Regions from separate parts of the Sus scrofa genome. Here regions 1 and 2 are each linked to region 3. Evidence: chromatin contacts called from public Hi-C and promoter capture Hi-C data. All regions are on one chromosome and are shown on one strand. The core of a region is the stretch at or near the end of the contact, and the rest is flanking DNA. Distances in the headings are between cores, read along the strand shown. Region 1 has its middle 42 kb from the start of TSC22D2. Region 2 overlaps TSC22D2 (TSC22 domain family protein 2). Region 3 holds the start of TSC22D2 (TSC22 domain family protein 2).

What was found. Promoter capture Hi-C pulls out the DNA fragments that hold promoters and counts their contacts. Hi-C and Micro-C count contacts between places; a contact is called where the count stands out from the background.
Region 1: a Hi-C map of retroperitoneal adipose tissue shows a contact between it and region 3, with 1.6 times the contacts expected there. The contact joins the enhancer-like site here to the promoter of TSC22D2 in region 3. A contact is called at or near these places in 1 of 5 promoter capture datasets (liver), 5 of 47 Hi-C or Micro-C datasets (heart right ventricle, liver, retroperitoneal adipose tissue and 1 more) and 1 of 2 datasets of contacts at active chromatin or transcription factors (skeletal muscle).
Region 2: a promoter capture Hi-C map of fetal liver shows a contact between it and region 3, with 2.6 times the contacts expected there. The contact joins the enhancer-like site here to the promoter of TSC22D2 in region 3. A contact is called at or near these places in 1 of 5 promoter capture datasets (fetal liver) and 9 of 47 Hi-C or Micro-C datasets (adipocytes, brain, embryonic fibroblasts and 4 more).

What each region holds. Positions count from the first base shown.
Region 1 is chr13:90,596,984-90,600,477 of Sscrofa11.1, forward strand. No RefSeq gene overlaps it. Among named protein-coding and RNA genes, the nearest start is that of TSC22D2, 42 kb to the right of the region's middle. Within about 2 kb of position 1,623, at least 23 of the 83 cell types and tissues checked have an H3K27ac peak or open chromatin away from gene starts, as enhancers often do. A contact at or near this core is called in retroperitoneal adipose tissue, where this site is marked.
Region 2 is chr13:90,683,027-90,686,760 of Sscrofa11.1, forward strand. The region is part of intron 1 of TSC22D2 (TSC22 domain family protein 2); the gene reads left to right. Among named protein-coding and RNA genes, the nearest start is that of TSC22D2, 44 kb to the left of the region's middle. Within about 2 kb of position 1,720, at least 5 of the 83 cell types and tissues checked have an H3K27ac peak or open chromatin away from gene starts, as enhancers often do. A contact at or near this core is called in fetal liver, where this site is marked.
Region 3 is chr13:90,638,908-90,642,679 of Sscrofa11.1, forward strand. It overlaps TSC22D2 (TSC22 domain family protein 2), which reads left to right and starts at 1,588. Exons shown (of 3, transcript XM_005652407.3): 1 at 1,588-3,772. The coding sequence starts at 2,631.

The DNA.
Region 1 (3,494 bases), core at 373-2,872, 42 kb before region 3:
CATCTCCAGATACTGACTAGGACTACAAAGAGCACTTGAAAGAGGTTCCCATGTATAATTCACCCACTCTCTGAATAGAAGGACCTTGTCATTTTTCAGGAAAATGGACTCAGACCCAGGAAGATGGGGTGATTGACTTGAGGTCACTGAGAAGGTCAGATGACCCAGGAATAAACTCTCTGTCCACTGAGAATTACCAGAATGAGTTTTAGATGACCACACCTTCTGGGTGCCGTTCAGTTGTTTAGAATGTTGAGTGTTCTCTGATCTTCATTTAAAAGGAGCTTCGGGGGAGTTCCCATCATGGCTCTGTGGTTGATGAATCCGACTAGGAACCATGAGGTTGCAGGTTCGATCCCTGGCCTTGCTCAGTGGGTTAAGGATCCAGCGTTACTGTGAGCTGTGGTGTAGGCTGCAGACACGGTTTGGATCCCACGTTGCTGTGGCTCTGGCATAGGCCGGCAGCAACAGCTCCAATTCGACCCCTAGCCTGGGAACCTCCATATGCCGTGGGAGCTGCCCAAGAAATGGCAAAAAGACAAAAAAAAAAAAAAAAAAGGAGATTTGGGAGTCCAGGGGATGGCCAGCTCATAGCACATCAATATGTTAAAATGTTTCCTTATCTGATTTTGGTATGAGACACACTTTCCCACTAAATCTTAATCTCTGGTATAAAAGCAGAACAAATACCTGGCCATGCTTACAGATTTTTCTAGAAGATTCTCACATTACTCAATAGCTGTGTACCCTAAAGAATAATTCATAGCCTTATACCTTCATTTTGTCTTTTTGTGTCACACTAGTTCCCTGTATGTACTGTCCTTTCTTTAACTTCTAATATCAACCTATTGTAATCCTACCAGCTCTTCTAGCCAAGTCTCTGCTCCTTCAAGAAATTTCCCTGATTATTTCCATGTAAAGAGTTCTCTTCCTTATTGGACCAACTCTATCTCACAATTTGTTTCACTCTATGGCTCTTGAGTCTGTTTTATAAGTACTTATGTGTATGCAGGAGTGTCACACATATTTTTATTCTTTAATGCCCCAAAACATTGTTACTTAAATTAATGAATAGATACATTTGATTTTCTATAATAGAATGACATTTTTTAAAAAGCTCTTTACTCTTGAAAACTCTAAGGTAAATGTTTTTGTAATATTCAAACTCTTTCATAAACTTTTCTTGTTTTTTTGCTTGTTTGTTTTTGCTTTTGGTTGTGATTTCAGATTTTTGTTAAGTTATTACACTCTCAAAGGCAGGACCCTGGCAGAGGTTATACTTGTGCAGTGTTGATACGCTTCTCCTTTAAGAAAATTAAATTCACTAATCACATTCATTTCTAAAGCCCTTTGAAAATGTGTCATGCTTAAGGGTGGCCACATTCCAGAGAACAGAATGTGTGCTACAAAACGAAAGGAGGCCGGGGGTGGGGAGGAAACCCTTTCAAGACAAGAGAACTGAGCATGTGCAAAGCTCTGCTCTAAGCCAAGGAGGGCAGAGCAGTGTAGTTTTGGAAATACGGAGGGGAATGAAAAGAGAAAGGGAATATAAGGGAGAGAGGGGAGTCTGACCACATCCAAGACATCCTCCTAGAATCTGCCAATGGAGAGTGGCACTCAAGGAAGGGCGCCCTTAGAGCACAGCTGACTTCCAGGCCTCTTCTGGCATCTCTGTAGCAGCGCCCACCCTTTGGGGATGCTCAGACCAAGCTCTGGTTCCTCACTCTCTGTGACTTCTGAGAGTCCATCCTTTTCCCTGACATGTGATCTGTTACCCTGCCCCAGAGTTGTAGTTTTGGATTTTTGAGAAGTAGTGTGATATGATGGAGTCCAATGGACTTGGAAATCTCCTAGCTCTGCTTCTTAGAAGCTGACATGTTATCCAATATCTCATAGCCTCAATTTTCTCATCTATAAATCAGGGATATTTATACCCACAATGCATGTATTATTGTGGATTACAGGTATCATAGGATTGCTGTGAAAGTTACACTTCAGTAAGTACTGGATAGTAGCAGCTATGAAAAGCAGTGTAGTATGGTGGTTAAAAGCATGGAGTCTGGACCTTCTGGGTTTGAGTGCTTGTTTCATTACCTACTCTCTGTATGATTTGTGTTCTCTGTGCTTCAGCTTCCAAATCTATCAAATGGGGATAGTAATAGCATAGTTTCTATCTCACAGAATTGATGAAAGGATACAATATAACACAGTGTTAGTCACATGAAAAGCATTCACAAGATCAAAGTAATAGTAGTGGTTGTTTTTGTTGCTGCTGTCGTTGATGCAGTGGAGGGCAATGGTTAACACTGTGTACTCTAGTGCTGAGCTACCTGGGTTCAGGTCCTCGTTCTACACTTTACCTGCTGCAGGATCCCAGAGTCTTCGTTCCCTCATCCGTAAATTAGGAAAAATGATAGTATCTACTTCATAAGATGAAATAAATTTCTCTGTACAAAATGCCGAGTGCTGGTCCTTAGTAAACGACAAACATGAATGGCTTCTACTGTTCAGCACAGGGAACTGCATGTGTGTGAATGAGTCACTTTGCTGGACAACAAAAATTGAAGAAACATTGTAAATCAACTATACTTTAATAATAATAATAAAACAAACAACGTGAGCCATCATTAGCACACATTCCAAGCAGCCATAGCTCCAGTTTTTATGCATGTCTGTGGGTAATTTTAAAACTCAATATTTCGTACAATTAAAGTTTATGTGTTCCGTGGTAATTAACCTGAACTACTAGTTCCCTTGGAAATAAGCCAGGCTTCTAACCATAAAAGATTTTCTACTGGGTCCCAGCTGACCACCTTTTCCGTGTCTATGTGTATAGCAGATGGTGAGCTGCATTTTTTTTAAACTCTTCCTTCCAAAGAGAAGACTGTCAAGTTCTCAGAAAAATTAAATGCCCCCATTACAAAAGAGAGCCATGGTCTCAGCCCTCTCACTCCACACCTTAATGACTGGCACTGTGGAGTCCCACATAAAGGGAGAGACCTCATAATTAGGCATGTTGGAGAATCTCTTTGTGTGCTGCAGACTGTGGTTTTCAGCAATACACCAAAAGCCAGCCACTTCCACTCACATTTTTACTTTGCTCTCCGGCTGTACGGCAGTAACAGTACAAGTTATTCGTTCAGATACCGGAAAGGCTGACAGTCCAGGAAACCTTTTTTTTTTTTCCTTTTCTTCAGCCAATAATCTTGTGGCCTGGTGATGTCACTCAACAATTATGCAATATGACTTAACTGTTGGATAGGTGACAGGAATTCCACTGACACCAAGATCACAATGAAACTGTTTAGCTACTAAATTAGTCATATTGTACATTAGCGATAAGTCACTTTTAAACTGTGATTAACTGCCAGTTCAAACAGCACTATTGTCTACTGAGGGAAGTCAGAGCCCCATCACTCACAGTTTAAATGATCACATCCAGTTATGCTGGCTTCTGAATAATGCAAATGAGGTGCTTACTGAACTTCGAGACA
Region 2 (3,734 bases), core at 470-2,969, 44 kb after region 3:
TAAACTGTAAATATTTTTTTTAATCCCCTTGCAGAATGGCAGTGGGCTTTTTGTTTGTTTGTTTTGTTTGTTTTGTTTGTTTGTTTTTTAAGCTGGTAGGCTTTCTGAACTATAGATACATTAGGTTTGTGGGTTTTTTTGTTTTTTTCTTTTTGCAATCAGCAACTCAATGACTTCTTTCTGAAAAATAAAACACACTTTTCTTAGAGGAGATGCAAAAATTTTACCCAGGTTAGAATTAAAGCATTTTTAGTGCTAATGATGTTATTATAGAGCTTAATGCAAGGAGACAAGGGGATGAAGATTGTAAATGATTTACTGAGGAATGGTCTCCAAGAAAGATTATAGCTTCTGCTTGTGAGTTTATGAAGAATTGGTTTTACCTGGTTTGGGTAAGGAGGCTTGACCATAAGTAAATGAAATTTCCTAAGTCAGTCAAAGAAGTTCTTATCACAAAACATTTTATTTTGTAATTTGGGAAATTCCTGTAGTGGATTTTTAATTATGTTGTGACTTAACAGAAAAAAAATTAGAAGGGTTTTTGAGAAAGCAAGGAAAAAATTTCTTATAATATCCTGAATATAGATCCATATAATCTTAAGACAGCTTCAGGTTTCTAAAAAACCCGAACAGGAGTTCCCATCGTGGCGCAGTGGTTAACGGATCCGACTAGGAACCATGAGGTTGCGGGTTCGGTCCCTGCCCTTGCTCAGTGGGTTGACGATCCGGCGTTGCCATGAGCTGTGGTGTAGGTTGCAGATGCGGCTCGGATCCCGCGTTGCTGTGGCTCTGGTGTAGGCCGGTGGCTACAGCTCCGATTGGACCCCTAGCCTGGGAACCTCCATATGCCGTGGGAGCAGCCCAAGAAATGGCAAAAAGACAAAAAAAAAAAAAAACCTGAACATTTTAGTCCTTAGCAAATAGGTAAACTATACTGGCTGTCTAAAGATCACTGAGCAAGTGCCTTTTCCAAGAAGTTACCTCCCTTGTTTTCAGAGCTGAACCTCTTCTAGGAATGTGCTAGATAAGATAAATGGCATATTATGAACATAGTTTAATCTTTGGGTCCACGCTTATGGTTTCACAACTAACATTTGGTCCTTAGTTAAAGCACTTTTTCATAATGTACACAACTCTGTATTTCTTTTAGGTCATTATAGTTGCTCTCTTCCTTTCACAGCCTTACTGTTATGATAGGAAAAGCATGTATTTTGACATTAATTAAGTTAGGTTTCAATCCTGTCCCTAAGGTGTGTCTTTGAGTAAGTTACTTGGCTTCAGTTTCCTCCACTGTGAGATGAAGAGTGTTGGTCAGACTTGCAGTAGGGACTCACTAAAGTAATGTGTGCCCGCCAGGAAGTGTGAGTCATTTGGGTTCTCTACCTTGTTATTTTGACGATTAGTATTTCTATCAAGGCAAAAGCAAGAGAAAGACAAAGTAGTCAAAAATGTACTAGGGAAGAAATTTGCACTGTTTTTATCTTAAACAGTAACCATGATGTCTCTGTCCACATTAATAAACAAAAAAGTTGATTTCTCATAAAGAATTTTTCTTAACTGTGAGATCAAGTTAGCCTAACTTTGCCTTCACTGGTTTTAATTTTTAGAGAGGAAAGACGGGATGATTTGCACAGTCACTGAGCTGAGAGCATGGATGAAACAGTTAGCCTTTTAAGAAGGATGAAAATGTAAGAAACTTGTGAAGCCGGAGCGGAGGTTCCTATCTGGTCTCTTGTCTTCTCAGTGAGGTTGCAAGTAATCTGTTGTGATAAGAGTAAGCAGGCCTGGGAAGAAAAGTTGTGGTGGGAAGCCAATTGGGACGAATTAAAAGATGAACAGCATGGAAATCCAAGCTATCTTGCTATGTTGTTGATACTTTAAATTTTACTTTTCTTATTAATGTGATTGTAATTTATTTAAACACTAAATTAAAGCTCTTTTGTTTCATCTGGTGGCCACAATTCCAGTAAATGAAAATTCATTATATAAAAAGCAGTCTAGTCATTCTTATCCTTTTTTTCCCACAGTTCTATATTTCGGTTTGCTCCCTCCATAACCACAATTTTTTATTCATCTAGTAAATCCTAATCCAGCTACAATTTTATTCTAAAAGAGCGACCCATATTTTATAGAAAGTTTCCTTTTAAAAATTATTCCTTACCTTTGTAGAGCATTCTGTAGTTTACCAGAATAGTTAGAAAGTCTTAGGAAGCCTTCTCTTAAGGAACTTAATTTGATTAACCACCCAGTTATAGTGCGATGAGTGCAATGATAAAAAAGAAAATAAGGCCTAATACTATAACATTAGGTCAAGAAAGCAAATGAAGGAAAATTAATTCATTCTGCTTTGGCTGATCGTTCTCATTTTAAAAGAGCTCAAAGCCCAAACTACTGTGTTGACTCTGAACACAATAAAAAAACTTGTTAACCCTCTGAAACAGTATCCTTAAACCATGTTTTAGGATTCTTGAAATAGAACACCTCTTATTGTTTATATTTAAAACTACCATATTGGTATCTTTATTAAAAATTAGGCTTTTTAAAGCAGTGGTTCTCAAACTTCAGTTTCTCTCAAATTACCTGGAGGAGTTATTAAATTAGATTTCTTGGATCCTGCCTCAAAAGTATCTAATTCAGTAAGTTTGAGTGGACCGGAATATTTGCATTTCTAACAAGTTCCCATATGATACTGATGCTCCTGGTCCAGGGACTACACATTGAGAACTACTGATTATTCAAAATCAGGAAATTTTAATGACTTCCTAGTATGAACCAGTCATTATTATTAATTATTAATATTGTTATATTATTAATAAATAATATTAATCTGATATCATATTGACTCTTTCAGTATGCATTTGAGCTCCCGTGGGCCAGGAACTGTTTTCACTTCTTCACAGAAGTGAGGAAGATAACGCACCTCCCTCAAGGAGCTCAGACTAATAGAGTTAACAGTGCTAGTATTATTTAAAACTCACTTAATCCTCACAGAAGTTTTGTGAATTAGAGTATATAATCCTTATTTTAGCCAAAACAAACTGAGATCTAGAAAGGTTAGATAATTTCCTGGAATTCACACAGCGAGTATATGGAGGAGCCAGAATTTGTTTTCCTGGTTATTCACTACAAAAAGTTTGTGATGATTAGTGGACCACAGAATGGGTAGAATAATTGGTTCTACTTTAGGAGATAAAAAAGCATTGCAGAAGAAATGGCACTGAGCATCTTAAGGAACAAGTAAAAAAGATAGCCAGATGAATTGGAATTATGAAAATTTCCAGCTGAGGGAGCAGTTTCTGCAAAGCCATGGAAACCTAAGAGGACATATGTTCCACAGACTGCAAATAGTTATGTAAGACCATAACACAGTAGGCCAGATGGAGCATGAGAGGAAAGGAGACCATGGAAGAAGAGGTCAAAGTCATGAAGAGTTTTGGTATACTAAGCTAAGAAATTTTTTGAATAGGGTTTTTTTTTTTAATTATTATTACTCTTATAACTTTCGTCTTTGTAAGACAGTGGTTCTCAAAAATATGGTTTGTCAGGCAGCAGAATCAGCATCACCTGGGAACTTGTTAGACAAAATTCCAGGGCCCCACACTAGATCTACTGAATCTGAAACTGAGGTGGAGCCCAGCAGTCTGTGTTTTAACAAGACCTCCATATGACTCTGGTGTATGCTAAAATTTGAGAACCTCTGCAGTAGATTATAGAATTCTTGAATAACAGCCTTC
Region 3 (3,772 bases), core at 338-2,837:
AATATAATGGGCCAAAGAGGCATACAATATTTATTTTTCCAAATGCCACACACTCAACATCACCCATTGATGATGGTGCTTTTAACAATCTGGTAAATCAATCCAAAATCAAATTAAGTTTTTATAAATTCATATTGGATGTAACCAGTTGATCTTATTGATGGAAAACAGTCTCCAGCAATTACTGAAATTACACATTTCAAAATGAAACATTCTATTAGCTATCTCTGCCACAATAGCAGCATAATGTTACACTTTGTTCCTTTATTCCCCCCCCACCCCCTTAAGAAACAGGGATGTTATTATGTGGTCTTATTTCACATCCTGTCTTCAGTCACTTGGGTTTGGAGGGCATGGTTTCTACTGGTAAATGACATATCTCTGTATTTTATTTACAACTGAGGGCCTTAAAAAAAACTGTAAATTTTAATTATCAGAACATTCTTAGGGATAAAAAGTATTTTTATTCTTCAAAAATTAGAGAACTGAGTACAATGATTAACTGATTTATGTCAGTCATCATGAGGAAATTTTGATTTACATCAAGACATCTTAGATTTTACCTAAATGATGTATGTCCAAAGTTCAAGAGTCCCCTTCCTCACCATTTTTTATCTGTTTATAAAAATGGCCCTTACCATTTTCTTCTACCAGAAAGGAACTAAACGGTGATAAATTCTCCACTACTTTCATAGCTACTTCTGGACAGGAAAGGGTGCTTTCTAACGTTTTCTGATTGTTCATGGCCCAATCCAAACCATCTAACACTCTGGCTCCTACTAAGAGTTTTAGAATAAACAAAAGAAAGAACTACAACTATTTAACGCAGTAGGTTCTACATTTATGGAGCCCATAAGCTGATTTCATGCTGAAAGTAAAAACAGTCTCAAGATGTTTAAATGAACTCTTCGATGCTGGAATCACAACAAACTCAAGAAAATTAGGAATATGTTGGTAACCTCTAATCTTTTTTTAAACTGACCTCAGCCTGGGCAAGTAACCATCTTCTGATGCCATTGCCTGAGACAGAATTTCTGGCTGAAAGATCCTTTTTCTGACTCAGTCTGGCTTGCTATTCTTGGTTAATCATCCCCATTTCTCTCAACATTTCACTCCTCTGACTATAATAGATAACATTTATTTTCAGGAAAGACTTTTTAGGTGATTCGGTTCCTCCAGCCGCCTCCCTCTTTATTCTAGTTAAATACCCCAACCCCCATTCCCATCACCTTGTTTCACTAAGATTTTGCTAAACATTAGACACAGTAAGCACATGATCTCCAGTCTTCCAGTGTCTTGGAAAAAACTGATATAAAAACATTCGATTGGCGCGGCTGGAAGTTTCTCTAGGCTTGGAATTTTAGAGTTTTTAGTTGTTCAACTCTTAAAGACCGAAAGAGCAAAATATAAAAAAAATTTTTAAATAAAAAACCGCTCCCCTTTCTTAACCTTTAGCCCCGCCCATTGCCCCCCCAGCCTCCACGCGAAACTGCAGGAAACCGGAGGAGGCGGGGCGGTGACGTCACGACGCCGGTGCGTCACGGAACGGCGGCTGCGGCGCTGGCGGTGGCTGCGGCGCGGCGGCATTTTAGTCGGCAGCAGCGGCGGCAGCAGCGGGGCTGCTGCTACTCCCAGCATCCTTGGCGCGGCCATTTCAGCCCCATCTTGGCCGAGGGGAGGGAGCTGCAGCCGTCGCTTCAGCAGTTTGAATTTCAGTTTCTCCAGGACCTGCGAACTGGGCGCACCGAGGAGAAGCCTAAGAAGCTACCGCCGCTACCTCACACAGCTGGAGCGCCGCCGCTCGCCGGCTAGCCGGCCGCCGCCCCTCACTCTCTCAAGAGCCGCGAGGGGAGGCCGAGACCGCCGCCGCCGCCCGCCTGCGGGGGTGGCTCCCCCTGTGTAAGGGGAGGACCGAGCCGGCTTTCTCCTCCCCCGGAGCGGGTTTCCGCCAGAGACGGTCGACATGTCCCTGGGGTTGAGCTCCGGCTAGAGCCGGGGAGGGAGGGCCGCCCGCCCGCGCCGAAGCTCCGCCGCCCGCCCGCGGCGCCTGGCTGAATCAGGAATCCCGGCTCCGGACTCGCCACTCTTTCTCCGTCCACCCTCGGCGTCCGAGAGCTCGGAGCTGACGCCGGCACTGGCTCTAGGAGCCGGAGCGGGGCAGCACCGCCCCTCACGCCGCCGCCGCCGCCGCCGCCTCCTCCCCTTCGCCCTCCCACTCCCACCCCCAGCCAAGGCCTGCTGACCGCGCCGAGCGCCGAGCTGGACTGACCACGGCAGCCCGGAGACAAGAGGAGGAAGCAGCCGGCCCGCCCCTGGAAACGCGCTCTCGCCGCTACTGGGGGTATTGAATTGAGGCGCCGCGGCTGCGGGAGGCGAGAAGGAAGGAGGAGCCGCCGCGCGAGTGAGACCCGGGCAGAGCCGGAGAAACCGACATCGAGAAGGAAACGGGAGGAGGATGTCTCACCGAGCAGCCGGTGCCCAGATCAGCCCGTGACTCGTAACAGCGTCGGGCCTCAGACCCCGGTGCGGACCCGGACTTTGTCTTTGGGGGCCGGTGCTCTGCCCTTCCTGGTTTCCGGCAAGATCGCAGAGGAGCCGCCGTGCCACTCTGCTCTCCAGCCTTCCTCACCATGTCCAAGATGCCGGCCAAGAAGAAGAGCTGCTTCCAGATAACCAGTGTCACCACGGCCCAGGTGGCCACTAGCATCACTGAGGACACTGAGAGCCTGGACGACCCGGACGAGTCACGCACAGAGGACGTCTCCTCCGAGATATTCGACGTTTCTCGGGCCACGGATTACGGGCCCGAGGAAGTCTGCGAGCGCAGCTCCTCCGAAGAGACGCTCAACAATGTTGGGGATGCGGAGACCCCTGGGACCGTCTCCCCCAACCTCCTCCTGGACGGGCAGCTGGCGGCCGCGGCGACCGCTCCCGCTAACGGAGGAGGAGCCCTTTCGACCCGGAGCGTGGCTGGGGTGCTGGCCAGTACCCTGGCATCGGCCGCCACCTCGGCCCACTCTTCGGGGGCCCCCGGCGTGCCCCCTGTCGCAGGCCCCTCCGCCGGGCCGGGGACTGCCGCCCCATCGCAGCCCCCTACCACTTGTAGCTCCCGTTTTCGCGTGATCAAGCTGGACCACGGCAGCGGGGAGCCTTACAGACGCGGCCGATGGACGTGTATGGAATACTATGAGCGGGATTCCGATAGCAGTGTCCTGACTCGGTCCGGAGATTGTATTAGGCACAGCAATACTTTTGACCAGACTGCGGAACGGGACAGCGGCCTGGGCGCCACCGGAGGATCGGTGGTGGTGGTGGTGGCCTCCATGCCTGGGGCGCACGGGCCCGACTCGGGAACTGACAGTTCCTTGACTGCTGTGTCACAGCTACCCCCGTCGGAGAAAATGAGCCAACCCGCCCCGGCCCCGCCGCAGAGTTTTGGCGTTGGGCAGCCGCAGCCGCAGCCGCAGCCGCCGCCCGTAGGTGGGGCTGTCGCTCCAAGCTCGGCTCCGCTGCCGCCGTTCCCGGGAGCCGCTGCCGGGCCGCCGCAGATGATGGCAGCCCCGCCGCCCAGCCAGCCCCAGGGCGCTGGGCACGGAGCCGTGCCCCTGGGGCCCAACGGACAGGGCCTGCCGCTGACGAATGTAACCCTGGCGCAGCCCGGCCTGACCCTGCCTCCGCAGCCCGGCCCGGCGGTCGGCGCTGCTGCCGCGCAGCCGTCCCAGCAGTTCGCATATCCTCAGCCTCATATTCCGCCGGGCCATCTGCTGCCCGT